Regions from separate parts of the Pan troglodytes genome. Here region 2 is linked to region 1. Evidence: chromatin contacts called from public Hi-C data. All regions are on one chromosome and are shown on one strand. Each heading gives the region's core, a stretch centred on a gene start, on an enhancer-like site or on the middle of the called end of the contact. The rest is flanking DNA. Distances are from core to core; before and after follow the strand shown. Region 1 holds the start of MEGF6 (multiple EGF like domains 6). Region 2 holds the start of ARHGEF16 (Rho guanine nucleotide exchange factor 16).

What was found. A called contact is a pair of places that touch in the nucleus more often than the background predicts.
Region 2: a Hi-C map of stem cell-derived neural progenitor cells shows a contact between it and region 1, with 6 times the contacts expected there. The contact joins the promoter of ARHGEF16 here to the promoter of MEGF6 in region 1. A contact is called at or near these places in 2 of 7 Hi-C or Micro-C datasets (induced pluripotent stem cells and stem cell-derived neural progenitor cells) and 1 of 1 datasets of contacts at active chromatin or transcription factors (stem cell-derived excitatory neurons).

The regions. Positions count from the first base shown.
Region 1 is chr1:228,455,769-228,459,759 of NHGRI_mPanTro3-v2.0_pri, reverse strand. MEGF6 (multiple EGF like domains 6) reads right to left here and starts at 1,784. Exons shown (of 37, transcript XM_063805650.1): 1 at 1,702-1,784. TPRG1L (tumor protein p63 regulated 1 like) reads left to right here. Exons shown (of 5, transcript XM_016952810.2): 2 at 3,782-3,873. It also overlaps the pseudogene LOC134809441.
Region 2 is chr1:228,629,575-228,633,565 of NHGRI_mPanTro3-v2.0_pri, reverse strand. It overlaps ARHGEF16 (Rho guanine nucleotide exchange factor 16), which reads left to right and starts at 2,032. Exons shown (of 15, transcript XM_024355906.3): 1 at 2,032-2,382.

The DNA of each region.
Region 1 (3,991 bases), core at 535-3,034:
AGGCACTGACTAGTGGAGCTATGAGAAGGGGGACACTGTCCTCCAGCCCCCAGAATGGTAGATCTACCAACAGCTTGCACCCTGCACCTGGAAAAGCCGCAGGCACTCAGGGGCAGAGCTTCCCAAGGCCTTGGAAGCCCACCCCTTGCATCAGTGTGGCCCTGGATGTGGGACATGCAGTCAAAGGAGATTATTTTGGAGCTGTAAGATATAATGACTAACCCACTAGATTTTGGACTTGCATGGGGCTTTTAGCCCCTTTGTTTTGGCCAATTTCTCCCTTTTGGAATGGGACCATTTACCGAGTGCCAGTACCTCCATTATACCTTGGAAGTAACTAACTTGTTTTTGATTTTACAGGTTCATAGGCAGAAGGGACTTTGTCTCAGATGAGACTTTGGACTGTGGACTTTTGAGTTAATGCTGAAATAAGACTTTGGGGGACTGTTGGGAGGGCATGATTGGTTTTGAAATGTAAAAAGGACATGAGATTTAGGAGCGGCCGGGGTAGAATGATATGGTTTAGCTGTGTCCCCACCCAAATCTCATCTCGAATTGTAATCCCCACATGTCGAGGGAGGGACCTGGTGGGAGGTGACTGGAGCATGGGGGCGATTTCCCCCATGCTGTTCTTGTCATAGTTCTCACAAGATCTGATGGTTTAAGTGTGGCACATCCCACTACCCCTGCCGCCATGTAAGACGTGCCTTGCTTCCCCTTTGCCTTCCGCCATGATTGTAAGTTTCCTAAGGTCTCCCCAGTCATGTGTAACTGTGAGTCAATGAAACCTCTTTTCTTTATAAATTACCCAGATTCAGGTAAGTTCTTCATATTAATAGCAGTGGGAAAACAAACAAACACAGTGACCTTATTTGGTCAAACATGCTGATGATCGACTAAAGATGAGGTCACTAGGGTGGTCCCTAATCCAACGGGGATGTTGCAGAAGAGACCCACCTGGAGAAGGTCGTGTGAAGATGGAGGCAGGGATGGGAGCAGTGCATGAGCAAGCCCAGGACACCAAGCAGGCCTGGCAGAGCAAGACATGCGTCAACCCTCAGGGCTGCAGAGGGAGCATGGCCCTGCACACCCCTTGATTTTGGACTTCTGGCCTCCAGGGCTATGAGGAAACACGTTTCTGTTGTTTTTAAAACAGTTGTTGTTTTTAAAACCAGTTTGTGATGCATTGTGACAGAAGCCCCAGGAAACTCATCCATATTGAGTGAAATTTGTTTATTGTCTAAAATACAGTCCCTCCATCATCTATCCCTCCTGTCATTTCTGGAATTTATAGACATCCAAGTCACTCCCCATATCCACAGAAGGCTCAGGCACCTGGTTCAGAATCCTCATTGTCCTGCCAGCTCCCGCCAGCAGTCTGCAGCCTCGGCCCCAGCCAGTGTCACTTCATCCCATTCCCTGGACATCTGGTTCCAGGACCACGGCTCCATCCTTGGCGTGGTCCAGAACTTGCTCCTACCTCTCTCCCTCATTCTCCCTCTTTCTCCCCCCCATTCTCTCTCCCTCTCTTTCTCATTCTTCCTTCTCCTCCCTCTTTCTCCCTCCCTCTCTCTGGAATCTCTGGTTCCAGTTGCCCATCACTGACCACAGCTTGCAGCTGCCCAGGTATTTCTCATCTACATCCGCTCAGCTCCCTCCCGGCCTCTGGTCTTCCTCCCTCAGGGGTATTCTCCCACTCACCAGCACCTGTTGGATCCGCGGCCATTTCTAACCGGACTGGATACTTGGACCTCAAGGTCCCCGCTGGTGAGATAGCTGGGAGACGCTCGTCTGTAGGTCCCTCTGGCCGGTCTTGCTGGGCGTGCCAAGAACACATTGCCCTGACCACTCTTTTCTGGGCCATTTCTCACGCCTGTGCTTGCAGTGGGCACCCTTGCCGGGGAGACAGCCTCCCTGTGGGACAAAGACCACATTGGTCCACAGGCTCCGGGGTCCTGTTTTGTAGCGCACCCGCTGTGGTGCAACATGCGTCTGGGCACACCAGCGTCGCCCGTTTCCTGTTGTAGTCTTTCCTCTCTGACTCCAGGGGTATTGCGTCTTTCTGCCAGCGCCCATGCAACTTTGGCAGCCTGGCCTGTCTGCTGGCAAGTGGGGCAGAATCCCTGCACTCCGCCATTCTTGGGCAACACTCCCTCTAGGATTTTGGCCTCCCTTTTCTCTCTGGTCTTTGACCACCGCTACCCAGCAAACTCCTCCATCTAGACCAGCCAGCATTGGTTTCTTCCACTCCCCCAGCTGCCGCGTGGGAGGCGCCACTGCAAACTTCCCTGGGGTCTCCCAGCTGCTCAGAGATCCCCATGCCCTTCCCTGATCAGCTCCCTGCCCGGTTCTCATCCCGGCGATTCTAAACCGTCCATCTTTACAAATACTCCGCTCCATCCCCACTCCCTGACTGAAGTAAACAGATGTATCCTGAACTCCTCATTCTCCCCCCATCTCACTCTCCTCGCCTGTGTGCACCTCGCCTCGTGTGTCTTCCTCACCTCCGAGCAGAGGGATCTGTCCTCCTGCCCGAAGGTAACTCTGACCCCTGGACTCTGCGCCTCCTTCCCGCAGCCTCCACCAGATTGCGGGTCCGTTCACCGCCCCCCTCCACACGCGCTGGGGGCACCTCCGGGAGCTGGGGCTAGCGCAGGGCACACACATGTTCCACCTCGAACTGCGAGCGCTGACCGGGATCTCTGGGCAGCCCTCTCTGTGTGCACTGGCTTGCTGAAGGCTCGCGACAGCCTGGGCCTGGGCGCGCATTCCAGCACTTTCTACCCTCCCGCTTCAGAGTGCATTGCTCTGTGGATCCGTCACGAATAAGCCGTGTGTGAAGAACGCCAGGTCCCGGCAGCAGATCGCTGCCCGGCGTGCGAACTCCCCCACGGTGCACCAGGGCCGCCGCCCTGCATCCTCCAACCTCAGCTCCCCGGCACCGCGACCCTCCGTGCAGTGCGAGCCCCCGTTGGGCGCGCGCCCCCACCTGCGCTCCAGAAGGCCGAAGGGGGCATCCCACTTGCAGGGCGGGTCACCCGCTTTCCCCGCGGGCCAAGGGGCTCCAAGATTCCCAGCCCCTCCTTCCCAGCCGCTCCGCGACACCCTGGCAACCGGCTTCGGTCCCGCCCCTTCTCGTTGTGTAAACAGGAAGTGAGCCTGCGCGTGACGGTCGCTTCCGGCCCGGCGAGGGGCGGGAGCGATTGTGAACGGCGGCGGGGCAGAGCCAATCGCGGAAAACGGCAGGAGGAGAGCCAATCCCGAGGGTCGGCGGACGCGGGAAGGGGCGGAGCCAGAGGCGGGGCCGGCAAGGCGGAGCCAATCGCGGCGGTTCGCGGGGCGGGGCCGGGGGCGCGGCCGGGTGGTGGCGGTGGCTGCGGCGACAGCGGTCGCGTCGGCGTCAGGGTCGGGGTCGGTAAGGGGTGCAGCAATGCTGCAACTACGGGACTCGGTGGACTCGGCCGGCACGAGCCCCACGGCGGTGCTGGCGGCCGGCGAGGAGGTGGGGGCAGGCGGCGGCCCGGGCGGGGGGCGGCCGGGGGCGGGGACGCCGCTGCGCCAGACACTCTGGCCCCTCAGCATCCACGACCCCACGCGCCGCGCCCGCGTCAAGGAGTACTTCGTGTTCCGGGTGAGGCAGGGGCCGGGGCCGGGGCGGGGGCCGAGGGCGCGGGGCGGGATGGGGGCGGGTGGGGTCGGAGGCGGGCGCCGGGCGGTCCCGCAGGGAGCGAGCTGTGACCTGTGATCTTTGTCCCCGTCCCCCACCCCGCAACCCGCCCAGCCTGGCAGCATCGAGCAGGCAGTGGAGGAGATCCGCGTGGTGGTGCGGCCCGTGGAGGACGGCGAGATCCAGGGAGTGTGGCTGCTTACCGAGTAAGCCGGGGCTGCGCTCTCCTTGGTGGGGGGACTCGCCCCGAGCCGCCGCGCAGCACCTTGCGAGGACTTCCCGGGGTGCTCGTGCCACGCTCAGGCGCCCCGTGCTGCCCCTGCT
Region 2 (3,991 bases), core at 783-3,282, 170 kb before region 1:
CGCGGGCTGTCTGTGCTGTGGCCCCAGTGGCTGAGTAAAAGCTTGGAAAACTTAAAGCAAGGCCCGCAGGAGCTCAGGCCACCTCAAGCCGCAGGAAAGGAACTCTGCTCCCGCAGATAGAGGTGTGCTTTCTGGCTGGCACACTGGTGCTCGGCCAGAGCGCTGCCCACCCTACAGCAATGCACAGTGGCTGTTAAGCTTGGGGGATCCACATCTTCTCCCCTGCCAGTAATGTGGGAGGGGAAGGCCCCCAGGGCAGGCTGAGCCACAGGCTCGGGATCCCACCACAGAGGTGCAGGAAGTGCCACGGGCCGACCCCGCTGACAGGCCTCCCCGGAGTCTCTGTCTCCTTGCGAGCCCCTTAGGTCTCCAAGCTGGTTCCTTCCAACCTCTCCCTTAGGCCTCATGCCAGGGCGATCTCCTGCGTCAGCATGAGGCCCTCATTTACAGCGGAGGTGACAGAGGCACAGAGAGGTCCTGCCGCCAGCTCAGGTGACATCCCCAGCAAAGGGACTGACCCAAGCACACGCTGAGTGGCCTCTGGAAGCCAGCAGGACATGGGGAGACGAAGCCAGACCCAGGGTGGCTGAACGGGCCCAGCAGGGGCTGGACAGAAGGTGTGGGGTTGGGGGTAACGTGGAGGCAGCCACTGAAAGAGGGTTTTACAGGAAAGCACTCAGTGGGAATCAGGAACCTGGGTCCTGCTGACTGGCCTGGTGCAAGGCTTCTGTCCCCTCACTGGGCCTCAGTGACCCCACCGCACCTCAGTCCCCTCACGGGTCAAGGCTCCGGGACACCCCAGCTCCCTCCGGCAGGCCGGGCCTCGTCGGTGCAGTACCCATCATGGACTCAGGAGGGCAGCAGCCACCTGCCTTTCCCAAGAGCTGCCTGGAAGTGGAGCCTCCCCACAGGCGCCTCCAGGTGGAGGCTGCAGCCCACAGGGGTCAACTCTTAGCTCCTCCCTCATCCCCCCTCCCCCCCGGGGGGATGGATGGCCCACGGGACCCATCCCTGAGGCCAGCCTGTGCCCTGCCCAGATGGCACCTGACACCCAGGCAGCCCCAGCCACAGGGCAGACATTGGGGGACTAGTGGGTAGGGCGACCAGTGCAGGAGGGGCAGGGCAGGCCGCCCCTCTACCTATGACACCTGAGAAAATGCCAAGTGACAGCCCCAGAGCCTGTGGTGTCTCCTCAACCCGCAACGGGATCTCACGGCCGCCCAGGCCAGGGAGGCAGGTCCTGGGAGGAGGGTGGTCAGAGCCTCTGGCTGGCGCACCGGTGCCCGGCCCACGACCCCAAGGCCTGGGGTCAGTGAGGGGACGCTGGTAGAAGCTGACCCAAAGCCCAGTGTGGATGTTCACATGGAGGCCTTTGGCAACAGGCCTTTCCTGAAAAGGGGATGATGGAGGCAGGTCAGAAGTGGGTCTGAGCCCTGGGACCTCAGGTCACATTCCTGAATGGCCAGGCCCAAGCTTGGGAGGCTTGGCTCAGCCCCCAGCCCCTCCCACGGCACCAGGTGGCCTGATTCCTGAACCCCCAGCTGGGGGGCTGCTGCAGGCTCTGCCCGGGGCCCCCCCTCACTTTCACACGGGTTCCCAGCAGGCGGAGCAAGGAAAGGCCAGGCTCGGAGTCCAGGCTCAGCCTTGTGCACGAGGGCGAGCGCCTTCCTTTCCAGGACTCGGTCCTTCTCTGTGAAATGGGGATGACCGCGACTCAACCACACCAAAAAAGTGGCCAGAGTGCTTTGCGCCCTCTTGGCTGTCTTTGGCCGCCTGGCTTCCAAGAATCCAGAGGGCCGGGCCTTTCTACAGCAAACATCGGTCCCCGCAGGGCTGGTCTCCTTCCCCGAAGGCTTCCTGGAGGAGGCAGTGGAGCGGGGCCTGGAAGGACAGTGACGCAGGAGGGAGCCGAGCCGCTCTGGCCCCACGCCTGGCAGGCGACGCCCGGGCCGGCCTCGAGGGGGCGTGGGCGCGGGGAGGGAAGGCGCAGGCACCGGGCGGCGGCGGCTCGGCGGGAATCGAGAGGCGCGATCCAGTCCGGGCGATCACGTGGGCTCCAGCCGGCCCAGGTGGGGCTGTGACCTGTGACGCAGGCGGCGCCGCCACAGGTGCCCGGGACGCGCCCCGCCCCCTCCCCGGCCCTCCCCGCCCGGGCCCTCGGACCCGGAGCAGCCCCGCCCGCCCAGCGCCCACCTGCGGGGCCGCAGCCGCCGCCCTCCAGCCAGACCGCGCAGGAAGTGGAGGAGGCGCCCCGGGCCGCACCGCGCGGCCGGAGGAGAGAAGCGGCTGCAGGACAGGACAGGACCCGGCGCTGGAAGCTGCACCGCCAGCGCGCCGCCCCTCCGTCCCTCCGCCCCGCGGCGCAGGTGAGCCGGGGGACAGGTGAGTCGGGGCTCGGGGGAGCCGGGTGGGGGGATTAGCCCGGGGGAGGCGCCAGGAACCCGGGGCGCTTCTCCTCCCCCTCGCTTTTCCCGCAAGCCCCGCCCCGGCAGCCGCAACAACTTCGCGACCCTCCTGGGGCTCCGCCGGGGCGGGAGAGGCGGGGCTCGCGGGCTGAGCCGGATGCGACTTTGGACCCGCCCCCCCCCACACACGAGGCAGCCCCCTGCTTGCCCCCGCCCGCTCGCTCGCTGCCCTCTCTCGACCCCGAGTGGCCGCTTCCTCTTCCTAAAGGAAAACTTCCATGCAACCGGAACCTGGGTTCAGACTTGAGCGCGGAGGACTCTGGAAGCCCCAGGGAGTTTGAAAGAGCATGGGCTGGGGGGCGGAACAGAACGACCCTCCCGGGAGCTCTTTGGGGAATCTGACACCCAAACCTGCTTTGGCCCCAAAATTTCAGAAAAGCCCCGAGAAGGAAGAACCCCACACCCAAGACAAACCCAAACCATACGCCCGTCCCCCACCCTTGGCCTTGGTGGGCGGTGGCAGGGAGGGACCTGCTTTGTCTCACCTGAGAAGGGAGATGGGGAGGGGTGCGTCCCACCTACCAGGGAGCCGTGGCCGCTTGTCTTGGCCGCTCAGCCTCTTTCTGCGCCTGTGAAATGGGAACAGTATCCCTTTTGAGATTTGAGTAGGTGGGGGGACTGAGGGAGTGGCAGCGATGGCAGGTCTTGGTGACCTGCATCTGACCTGAATCAAGGCCTGAATCTTCTCTGTGTCCTTGAGGGGAACAGTCTGTGCACCACCTAACATGGGGGCCTAGGGGGTGCGTGTGGGCCTGGCTGGGACCAGCAAGAGGGTCCAGGTGCTGTGCCTGGCTGCAGGCCCTGACCCCTCCGTGGCATAGTTCCCAGGCGTGTGGGTTTCAGGCTCACATCCTGGCTCTCTGTGAACTAAGCAGCTCTTGGGGCCTCGGTTTCCTCATCCGTAAAATGGGACTAGTAGGAGTGTTGAGTTAGAAGATGTTGACCCACAAGTGTGCCAGGCAGACGTGGCCCCTGCTGTGCGATGCCCACAGCCAGCAGAGGGGAACAGGGTGAGATGAAAGGCACTGTCCAGAGCAGGAGCCATGGGCTGAAGGTGGGCACTCCTCACCCACCCCAGTCCTGCTGGAAGGGAGGTGTCTTGGGGGCTTCCTGGAAGAAGTAAGTCACCTGGACCAAAGTCACCTGGAGGGTGGGATGGGCCCTCCCCCCACCTGGACACTGGGGAGAAACCCTTGTTGGGGGGGCCTCCCTGAGGTCGCTGGCTCTTCAGGGGCCATCTCTGACCCACAGGACCACCCTATGTGGGAGGCACTTTCTACCTACACATGAGGAAACTGAGGCACAGAGGTGAAGCAGTGAGAAGCGGCGTGCCAGGGTCCCCCCAGCTCACATGTGGCGTGCAGGTCCCCATCCTGAGGATGACCGTCTGTGTTCACGTTGTGATCCAGGCGCAGGCGCTCCCCGCGAGTTTGGGTCTGAGTTTTCGTTTTGGTTTCCAGATGGATCTGGGCTGCTCCTGTCCTTAGCACAGGGGACCATCCGTCTGGAGCAGCGTCCTTATTTCT